Linked DNA regions of Macaca mulatta: regions 2 and 3 are each linked to region 1. A link is a contact called in public Hi-C data. All regions are on one chromosome and are shown on one strand. Each heading gives the region's core, a stretch centred on a gene start, on an enhancer-like site or on the middle of the called end of the contact. The rest is flanking DNA. Distances are from core to core; before and after follow the strand shown.

Evidence for each region. Hi-C and Micro-C count contacts between places; a contact is called where the count stands out from the background.
Region 2: a Hi-C map of cortical neurons shows a contact between it and region 1, with 4 times the contacts expected there. The contact joins the promoter of NDUFC1 here to the promoter of ELF2 in region 1. A contact is called at or near these places in 4 of 14 Hi-C or Micro-C datasets (cortical neurons, fetal cortex germinal zone, fetal cortical plate and 1 more).
Region 3: a contact with region 1 is called in a Hi-C map of fetal cortex germinal zone, with 3 times the contacts expected there. The contact joins the promoter of MGARP here to the promoter of ELF2 in region 1. A contact is called at or near these places in 2 of 14 Hi-C or Micro-C datasets (fetal cortex germinal zone and fetal cortical plate).

What each region holds. Positions count from the first base shown.
Region 1 is chr5:148,050,639-148,054,159 of T2T-MMU8v2.0, reverse strand. It overlaps ELF2 (E74 like ETS transcription factor 2), which reads left to right and starts at 1,598. Exons shown (of 11, transcript XM_078002285.1): 1 at 1,598-1,852.
Region 2 is chr5:148,173,585-148,177,105 of T2T-MMU8v2.0, reverse strand. It overlaps NDUFC1 (NADH:ubiquinone oxidoreductase subunit C1), which reads left to right and starts at 1,514. Exons shown (of 4, transcript XM_028848780.2): 1 at 1,514-1,611; 2 at 2,198-2,301. The coding sequence starts at 1,545.
Region 3 is chr5:148,156,241-148,159,761 of T2T-MMU8v2.0, reverse strand. MGARP (mitochondria localized glutamic acid rich protein) reads left to right here and starts at 1,641. Exons shown (of 4, transcript NM_001193816.2): 1 at 1,641-1,902. The coding sequence starts at 1,821.

The DNA of each region.
Region 1 (3,521 bases), core at 349-2,848:
GTTCCAACGTCCCTTTCAAGAGAACAGCTATCACTTATATTCCTCGGGGTTCCTTCTTTGCTCCAGACTGGTTGTGAAGCCGTAAAAATGGTAACGCTGGAGCCCAGAAAGGAGCTGGTGAATACGCGTCAGGTGCCAGGTTCATCGCGGCGAGGCTGCAGGAGCCCGGGAGAGGAGCAAAATCAGCCCCGCGCGCACCGGGACAGGCAGTGCTTTGTTAAAGAAACAAATACAGAAAACGCTGGGGCGGAGAGCGGTGGTGGTGAAGGAATAGACTGAGGCGTTTGTATGCATTAACTGTGGCTAAGAAAGCCCATTAAAGAGACGCTCCTACGCAAGGCAACCCAGGGCACCGTGTCATTGGCTTTTGTGCACTTGAAGGCGCGTGAGAGTGCCCCGCTCGAAGGCTCCCCTTTGTGTGAAAGTGTGGAAACCAAAAGCTTGCAGCTACTGCTGGGTTTTCGTTTTCGAATTCGCAGGCACTTGGGCCAAAATACTCCCTCACCAAAACACTCTCATTCTCGCACCAACAACACTCAGACTTGAGTTACTTCTCCGTTGCTGACCGAGCAAGGAGCGACAATGGCTCGGTGCGGGTGCCCGCAGCTCCCCGGGCAGCGCCAAGGGGCCGCCCGCCGCGCTCCGCAGCTGCGCGCTGGGCCCCGCCACCCGACCGCCAGCAAACGCCGGCACCAACCGCCTCACGGCCGGGCTGTTGGGCGGGTGGTAATTTCTGGGAATGGGGCGGGGTCGCGGGTGTACTACGCCGGGCTTTTGCTAGCGGGGAGGAGCTGGCGGCGCCGAGGGGCGCGAGGCTGGCGGGGCGGTGCGCCACGTGCGTCACCGGCCGGGGCGGGGCCGGCGTCGCGCTCCTGGCCGGCGTCGCGCTCTTGCCGGAACCCCCACCTTTCACTTAGCCAAGGCTGAGGAGTGGGGACTGGAAGGACCGGGCTAGGAGTTTTTGCAAAACCTCGCTCCCCGTAACTGTCAGACTGCCCGACTCTGGGGCCATCTCCGGAGGAGAAGGGCGGGAGTCCTGAGTTGGGGATGCGGTTACGGCGGGGCCTGCGGGGCCCCTAAGTGGCGAGGGTGTGCGCGTGCGGTCCCGGCCGGCTGGGGGAAGCCGGCGGGCGCTGCAGGTGCACGCGCGGCCCCGTAGTCCTCACACGCCTGCCCCGTGCGGCAGAGCCCCCTGCATCAATCCGGGGCTGGAGTGGAGAGCGAGATCGGGGAGCCCCGGGCAGGGAGCCGGACAAGTGACGAGCGTCTTTACCTGGGAAGGCGGGTTTGGGAGAAGTTGGGCGAGGAGAGGAAGGCGGGATTCAAGAGAGCAAAAGAGGCAGGTTCGGCGGGCTGGTGGGGGCCTGAGGGCGGCGGGGCCCCGCGGGGTATAAATAGCCGGCCCGCGTTTGACAGGCGCTGCGGTGACTGGCGGTGCCGCCCCCGCCCCCCGCCGCGTGGGGAGGGGAGGAGCGCTCTGAGCTGGCGGGGAGGGGGAGGCGGACTCCAGTGTCCTGGTGGCGGCGGCAGGAGGCCGAGGGGGAGGAGCCGAGGCGGGGGGTGGAGGGAGGGGGCCGGGAGCGGGGCGGGGGCCACCATTGCTCCCCGCGCCGAGCTCTGTGTCGCCGCCGTCGCCTAGGCGGTTGGGGGTCGGTGGGGCGGCGCGGGCGGGGGTCGCTGCGCGGGGCGGCGAGCCTCTGTTTTGTCTCCTCCTCTCCCTGTGGAGCGGCTTGGGCTGCTGGGGAGGCCCCGGCTCCCTCCGGACGCTCGGCCAACGGCGGCGGCTGCTAGTCCGCGGCCCTGCTGAGAGGGAAAAGGACGCCGCGGTCTTCCCAGGCGTCGCGGAGAGCAGGTAAGAGCGCGGGCAGCCGAGGCTGGTGAGAGGGAGCGCGAAGGGCGCGGCGATAAAGCCTAGCTGTCCCGAGTGCCGCCGCCTCCCTCCGCGCCCCCGCCCCGCGCTTGTGTTGTTTGCTTCGGGGTATGCGGAGGGGTTTTCTGGCGGCTGTGGCGGTGACACCGGCCGGGGGCTGGGGGAAGGGGGCTGAGTGTCCCCGGGCAACGGTCGCGGAGCGGGACTTGGAGAAAGGAGAAGGCGCGCTGAGCGCCTGCCCGCGGGGAGCGCGGGGCGCGGGGCAGGGCTGAGGGAAGAGGTTACAGACCCCGGCGCGGGGGATGGGCCGAGCGCAGCTGGTCTCGCCGTGTTTACATCTCTGCGCGAGTCACCTCTGCCGAGAAGCGGACTGAACTGACCCGCCTCATCCCGCCGGGAGGCCAGGGCGGGGGTCCGGCTCCGGAGGAAGCGCGTCCTGGGAGGGTTTGTGTAGGGCGGGAGTCTGCGGCCGGCGCCGGGGCTGGGCGCGAGCTCGGGGCGGGACCTGGGAGGCTCCGGCCGCTCTGGGTGGCTGGGTTGAGGGGGGGTGCTGGACACCAGTTTCCTTCCCTGTCGTGCCTTATCGCCGCCGCTTACCTTTCCTTCCTGGCGCTGCTAGCTTGCACGACAGGTTGTACTCGGCCGTTCTTTTATTCTCGCTCTCCACGCCGGCACCCTGCTGCCATCTCCCCCTGTTCCCCGGGAGGCAGGGAGGCTTGGCTCAGATCGGAATCTGTTTCTTAAACAAAACAAAAACGGGCTCGTAACACGCACGTCCAGCGACTGCCTTCTGGATCCTCGCGAAGCTGGCCCTCAGGGACTGCGCGACGGGATGGTCTAGGGGCGCGGAAGGAGGACGGCGAGGGCTCTGCCAGGGCTGGATGCTGACTCTACCCCAGGAGCTTTGTGATCAGGGCAGCCGAGCCCTCTCTCTTGCTCCTTTTGGGCATTTTTATTCCATGTCCGTAAAGGACCGAAAAAATACTCCGTAACACCAAGAATAGTCCAGATCGCACAGTTTCTAATCTTTTCCCTCTGTCAGCATCCTGGATGGACTCTTTCTAGGAGCCAGATTCGCTGTAGAATAGCCTTTAAGTTCTTAGTACTTCATTAAATGAGGAAGAGGAGGACGCGTCATTGTAAAACTGTTAAAAATTCCCCCCTTTCATATGTTCATGAACGTTTACTTCAGCTTAATGGTTTAAATTTTAATCCGGTGATGAGAGAACAGTAATCGTGTGTTTGATAATCAGATTTGCTTTCCTTTTTATCTGTGACTCTCTATCCAGAAGTAAATTATGCACTTTCTTTCGTGCCAGAATCAGAGAAGGATGTATGCTTTACTAACAAAGGATTGGATATTTGTGTTTCGGAGTTTCTTCAAAAGGTAGAATGACTTATATAGGACTGGAAACCATTAAATTACATTTAAGGGAGTTTAGGAATAATAAAACTTTTTATAGAGCATTACAGTGTACACAGTATATTCATGTAAATATTATTGAGATGATATCTAGTAGTTAAACACATGAAATGGAAAATTGGAATATCAGGCAGGGCGTGGTGGCTCACGCCTGTAATCCCAGCACTTTGGGAGGCAGAGGTGGGCGGATCACCTGAGGTCAGGAGTTCAAGACCAGCCTGACCAATA
Region 2 (3,521 bases), core at 265-2,764, 120 kb before region 1:
TACAAGGGCCAAAGCTCTGAAAAAGAACAAAGCAGTCTTTCCCAACAGCAGTACCGAAATTAGTAATTTGCTTACTGGTTCTGTATACTCTGACTAAAGGTAGCATCTGTTTCAACTTGTTGGATACTAGCAAAAGCTTCGTCAGGAGAAGCTTCCAAAGGATGGTGTAGAAAGGATATACAACTGACAGGCTGCTGAGTGGACAAGAAGCCAATAAGTTGAGAACCAACAACTGGCTCAGCACATTCGTTGGGTAATTTACTTACTTGAGCATGAGTCCAGGAGGCTCAAACTAGATTACAAACTAAAGTGACTCACAATTTAGCAATCCATTTAGCCACCATTTGCATGTTAAAATGAGCCAGAAAATATAGTACAATTAATTGACTTTCTGGTCAATAATTTTTGGTTAAAAAAAGATGTTAAAATAACATTGCTAAAGAGAATATAGGAGATTTGCTAACATTTATTTTGGTTTTAAAATTAATGACATAAGGTTTAACGGATTACTTTTAAAGGGTCAAAATGTATTGTCTGTTACCTATAAATATTTTTACTAGTCTTTAGACATCAGATTGAACTGAATTGAATGTACAAAGATCTGGCTCAATTGTGCAAGATAAAACCTATTCCTCAGAACAATGTCTTTAATAGGCAAAACCAAATAAATTGTTTACTACCACCAGAGAGTTGTTTAAGCTTCTCAACAACCCTATAGGTTGTATGTTACAGATGTAAAACTTAGGTATAGAGAGGTTAGGTAATTTGCCTCTTACTAGGTTAAGAAATCATAGAGCTAAAAAGTGGTGAGCAGAATGGCTTTGAACGCTGATTCTACAGCTTATGGTCTAGGGTGGTCCAAGTCTGTTAGGTGAGCTAAGGAGGATCACTAGATCTGGGGTCAGAAGACCTCAAACTGTATCCCACCTCTGCCATCTATGTGATCTTGAGCCCTTGAGCCTATCCAAGGCACTAATTCTACTTCACAGGTTTGTGAGGCTTCAGTATGATCGTGAGTGTAAATGGTGTTAAGAAATCTTTTCAACTATAAAATATGTCACCTTGGGTGAGTAGCTGTCTTTAAGCTTCATCTGTAAATTGAGGCTTATAATCACGGCATGATATGTGCTCATTGTGAAGATGAAATAAGGCAGTGAATGTAAACCATATGATACATTAATGCACCGTGCCTGGACCACAGAATTCAATCCAAGCGCTAGTTATTATTGAGCACGACACTTTGCTTTTTTCTGGCTCATGTAGGAAAATTTTAATAAACCTCTTGATGAATAGCCGTAGAGATGGGGTGAAAAACCCCCAGAGGACAGAGAATAGAAATTCTTTTTTCTTTTAATTACTTTCTTCCTAATTCCACTGTATAGACAGAAGGCTGAGGCCGGGGTGGTAGAGAACCTTGCGGTGCTGGAACTCACGTTGACGCCCCCACGGAGCTCGGCTGCAGAGCCCTGGAGTCCCGCACTTCCGCCCGCCAGGTGGCGCTGGTTGTGTTGCCGACTCGGAGAGACTGAGCCTGGCCACGCAAGATGGCGCCGTCCGCGTTGCTGCGTCCCCTCTCTCGGCTGCTGGCCCCTGCCAGGCTCCCGAGCGGCTGTGAGTGTCCATCCTCCTGCAGGCCGACTCTACCCTCAGATTACCCCTCCTAAGGCGGACCCAGCCCACGGGTGCAGGAGGCGGCAGCGGCCCGGGTTCGTCCTGCAGTGACCTTCGCCGGCCGTCGACTCAAGGCCCAGCCCGCGCCTGTCCCCTACGCAAGACTCTCCGCTCCCCATCACCCGCCTTCAGCACTTATCCAAGTGCAACCTGAGCACTCTTGGCCTTTGTAAATGGGCTTTGGGTCTCTGCCTTCCCCACCTCTGTACGTTCGGTCCCGTAGACTGGGAGAGGAGACACCCTTCCCGGGCGCCTCCTACATGACCACTCCCGAGTCGTCTGAGGGTCCGCAAGCCCTTAAATGAGGCCTTGAAGGCCTCGGGCAGGACAGGTGCTACCTGTCTAACTCTCCCAGTGGCCCTGGGCGAAGTACTTGACCTCTCTGAACCGCTATTTCCTTGGCTGTTTAAGTGGGAGATGGGGGAGTTAAAGGGAGAATTAAATGCGATAATACGCACGTAAATGTTAGGGTTTTTTCCCTACCAGGCAGTAAGTTACAGATTTACAGACCCTCTGCCCCTTTCAGCTTCAGCGCGGTCAAAGTTCTACGTGCGAGAGCCGCTGAATGCCAAACCTAACTGGCTGAAAGTTGGGTTGACCTTGGGCACCACCGTCTTCTTGTGGGTCTATGTAAGTACTTTACTCCCGGATGTCGTGAGACTACGCCAGCGTGGTGGGGAATGAGATAACATTGCGAGATTGAATGGTGCTGTTACGTGTACGTTGTATGGCAGTGAAAGTCTCACAACAGTAGGATATTTATATAATTGCTGATACATATTTCTCCAAAAGGGAAATCTCCAGGACTAAAAAGAAATTAAGATTTCAGCAACATTGAGAAAGTATGATGGGACTGAAATTTCTGTTATTGTTCCTTAACATGGTTTTGTAAGGAATGGCAGTTTTACTAAATAGTAATTATACTTTATTTCTTAATGAGAATTGAGGCTAATTGGAGTTTTATAAAGGTACCTTTTTCAGATGCTGTAGGGTCAAACCAGCAGTGTACAAGTTGTACAAATTGAATCCCAGTAGACTTTCAAAACATTAGGTTTTAATCAATGTTTGTATAAATACATTGCTGGAAATTATATATAGTGTGTAGCTACCTTTTTAAAAAAATTTTCAGGCCAGGCGCAGTGGCTCACGCCTGTAATCCCAGCACTTTGGGAGGCCGAGGTGGGCGGATCACGAGGTCAGGAGATCCAGACCACTCTGGCTAACACAGTGAAACCCCGTCTCTACCAAAAATACAAAAAAATTAGGCGGGTGTAGTGGCGAGAGGCCGAGGTGGGCAGATCACGAGGTCAAGAGATCGAGACCATCCTGGCTAATACAGTGAAACCCCGTCTCTACCAAAAATACAAAAAAAAATTAGGCTGGTGTAGTGGCGAGCGCCTGTAGTCCCAGCTACTCAGGAGGCGGAGGCGGGAGAATGGCTTGAACCCGGGGGACTGAGCTTGCAGTGAGCGGAGATATCGCCACTGCACTCCAGCCTGGGCGACAGAACCAGACTGTCTCAAAAAAAAAAAAAAAAAAATTAGCCGGGTGTGGTGGCGGGCGCCTGTAGTTCCAGCTACTCGATAGGCTGAGGCAGGAGAATGGCGTGAATCCAGGAGGCGAAGCTTGCAGTGAGCCGAGATATCGCCACTGCACTCCAGCCTGGGCGACAGAGCGAGACTGTCTCAAAAAAAAAAAAAAAAAAATTCACGCCGTATGCTTTACACATAAACTTGCGTTTAATCATTTCAACAACACTATGTGGTACCTAATACTGTTGACCCGTTACAGATAGGAAACACACTTGGAGAAACTAGTTTGCTGAACCCAGTTCTCCTGACTTCAGAGGC
Region 3 (3,521 bases), core at 392-2,891, 110 kb before region 1:
TTGCCAGGCTGGTCCTGAACTCCTGAGCTCAAGGCAATCCTTCTGCCTCCGCCTCCCAAAGTGCTGGGATTACAGGTGTGAGCCACTGTGGGTGGCTTTTGTTTTGTTTTGTTTTTTGTTTTTCAGACAGGGTCTCACTCTGTCACCCAGGCTGGAGTGCACTGGCAAGATCTCAGCTCACTGCAGTCTTGACCTCCTGGGCTCAAGCAGTTCTCCCACCTCAGCCTCCGGAGTAGCTGGGACTACAGGCATGCACCACCACACTCATCTATGTTGTAAACTTTTTTTTTTTTAACGGAGTCTCACTCTGTCACCCTAGTGATTAAACTAGTTAACTGTCTTTTTGAGTATCAAAAAACCAATCTGATCATTGGCTTGTACTCTTCATATGAGAATATGTTAAATATAATTATAATTGGGTTCAAGACTATAACTTCTGAGAAATGTTTATTTACATAGCAAATGAACAAATATTGTGCCTGTTACATGTCAACAGAACTTTAAGCTAGAAGTATTATGTTCACGTCCTTTTTGTTTTTTTAATTCATGACCACCAGTAAATCCTTGGACATTCCCACCCACCACCTTTGCTAAAGGGAATAATTGCCACCTCCCTCAGAGGGTTGCAGTGAAAATTAAAAGAGATAATAGATGTGAAAGTGCTTTATAATGTTTCAAGTGGCAAACACACATAAGGGATTATTGTAGTAGGAAATGGTGTCTTCCAAAGAGTAATCATTTAGACAATGTTATAAACTTAATAAATTATTGGTTTCCATATTCAAACCATGACAAGTTCCTGTAGCCACAGTGAGACGGAAGAAACTAATAATTTAGTATTTTTAGTTGATGTGTTTTGTTTTGTTTTTTAGTTTTGGGGTGTTTTGTTTTGTTTTGTTTTTGAGACAGGGTCTTGCTCTGTCACCCAGGCTTGAATGTAGTGGCATGATCTCTGGCTCACTGCAACCTCCGTCTCCCGGGTTCAAGCGATTCTCCTGTCTCCGCGTAGCTGGGATTACAGGCACGCGCCACCACGCCTGGCTAACTTTTTGTATTTTTAGTAGAAACGGGGTTTCGCCATGTTGCCCAGGCTGGTCTCCAACTCCTCACCTCAAGTGATCCGCCTGCCTCGGCCTCCCAAAGTGCTGGGATTATAGACGTGAGCCACTGCGCCAGGCCGCTGATGTGGAAATATTAATTTCACATCCCATAGAGGAATATACAGTGTTTTTGGAGTTTATATTTTAAAGTCATTGTAACGGTGAACTGTCTAGAAATTCAATCATTGTCTGGAGATTTTCTTACGATTCTGAGCATCACGCAGTGCGCTAATGGAAGACTGAGGCTACCCCTGCGCTCCTTGCATTTGTAAGAAACTTCCCGCTATCCTCCCCTCTCCTAGGAAAGCTAATGGAATGCGTGAGATAAAGTGGGTTCAGATTACATCCAGCGTGATAAACTGTGTCCTTATCTTAATCTCGTCCAATTCTCAAAACATTTCCAGCGTGCTGTGAGGAGATACATTCAGTGGTACAGAACGAGTCAGGCGGGCGACGGCGACTTATAGGTTCCCCATCCCTTTTCTGAGATGCCGCGGTCAGCTCTCGAGACTTCAGGGAAAGCAACAGAGCTGGAGATGGGTTAGGGGAGGATGGTGAGGACTACAAAGGTCTCCCCACCTCCCGGGGGCCGCGGAGGCGGGGCTGGATGAAGGTCGACGTGCCTTCTCCGGGCGGGGCGCTGCCAGGCTCTCAGCCTCACTGTGGAAGTGCAGCCTGAGCCTGGGTACGGAGCCTGCTGCGCGGCGGACAGCGGGCGCGATGTATCTCCGCAGGGCGGTCTCCAAGACCCTGGCGCTGCCGCTGAGGGCGCCCCCCAACCCCGCACCGCTCGGGAAGGACGGTGAGTAAGGAGATCTAGCCCGGAGAGGAGGACGGGCGCCTCGGGTGCAGATTTCGCCGGCGCCCGGGTACCGGCCGGCACCCAGTTGGCCAAACCCGACCCAGAACAGCAGAAGCCTGGATTGGAGGTCGAGGAGAACGGAGGAGACTCCCGGGAAGACGTCCCGAAGCTTCTGCAGGCTTTGGAAGTAGGGAACTTTCCGGTGTGCCTCTGAGTCCAGATTAGCTGGGTTCGCATCCTGATCTTGGACAAATGGCTTAACCTGTTTCCTCATCTATAAAATAAGGGCGATAATAGTTTTGCTTTTTAATGAGTTAATGTTTGGTTAAAAGCACTTAGAAACGTGCCTGGCTGACAAAGTTGTAGCATACCACTTTTATTGTTAGAGGCACTATTCGCTCTCCAACCTCCTGAGGAAGCAGAGGAAGGGTGGGAATGAGCCGGCCCTGTAAGCATTGGGAGGCAGAGAAGCAGGGCCCGCTCAGTGGACACTGGGCGAATGTTCGTGGGGTAAATAAATCTAACCCTCGGCAGGGTCTCAGCAGCCTGAACCCCGCGAGCGCCTGGCTCTGAGATCCACAACCCCCAAAAAGGAAGCGGCCTTCGGGGCACTTTCCTTTGAGGTTGCAGGTCGTCCTGCAGCTGGGATGCGCGAGAAAAAGCAGGGTACTCAGAAATTAACTAAAGGGGGAGTTTCAGTGTGAACTGGAAGCTTATTAAATAAAAATGGACGTATAGAAAAGCGCCTCGTATAGTGCCTGGAACATAGTAGGTGCTTAGCAGGTGTGAGCAAGGAAGATTGTTTTTCTTTCCAGCAGCCTGCGGCTCTGGGACCAGGCTTGCGCTCCGGGGCGGTTCAGCCCCAGCCGCCTTTCCCTAGTCCCCATCCGTCACCCCTCTCTCTTCCACTCCCGATTGGGGAACGGTTCTTAGACAACATCGTGAAGCGTTTTTAATGCTGTCTTCGCTTCCCCTCGCTTTCTGAGGCTTCCGAGGTAATTTTAGCCCAGAGTATCCGGCCGGAGAAAAAGACGTGCGCGGAGAATTCCGTGGGCCGATTTTTTTCACGTTGATTGGGCCTCTGTTGGTGGTGGTGGGAGAGAAGGACGAGGTCTAACCAACTCGCTTTATTTTTCTTTTAAAATGCTGGTGGGAGGAAGTTACCCCTCAAGTATCAGAAACAAGACGTCTTCGTTTTCCTAGATCTTTATTGTCTTTATTTTTCTAGACCTTTATACCAAATAATATAGAGCTTTTAAATATATATATATATATCTCCTGATGAAGTAGGGAGAAGCCATTTATTTTAAACTTCGTAATATAACGGGACTGCTCTGTAGGGAATGGGGAGAAAGATTAGTCCTCTGACCGTGGCCTTTCGTTTTATCTGTCTGCGTTCCCCACCGACAACGTGCGCGCCTGCACGCACACACAAACACACACACACGCACTATTTTTTGTAGCTGCAGAAATTCCAAATAATTTTCTTCCCAATTTGCGGCAAAATAGAAGTAGTTTAAAAATTTTAAATACGTATCTAGCAATGCTGCTTGCAAAGGTACTGGTCTTTCTCTAATTTTCAACTAACTACTATTTTTGCAGCACTTAAAATGTAAGAA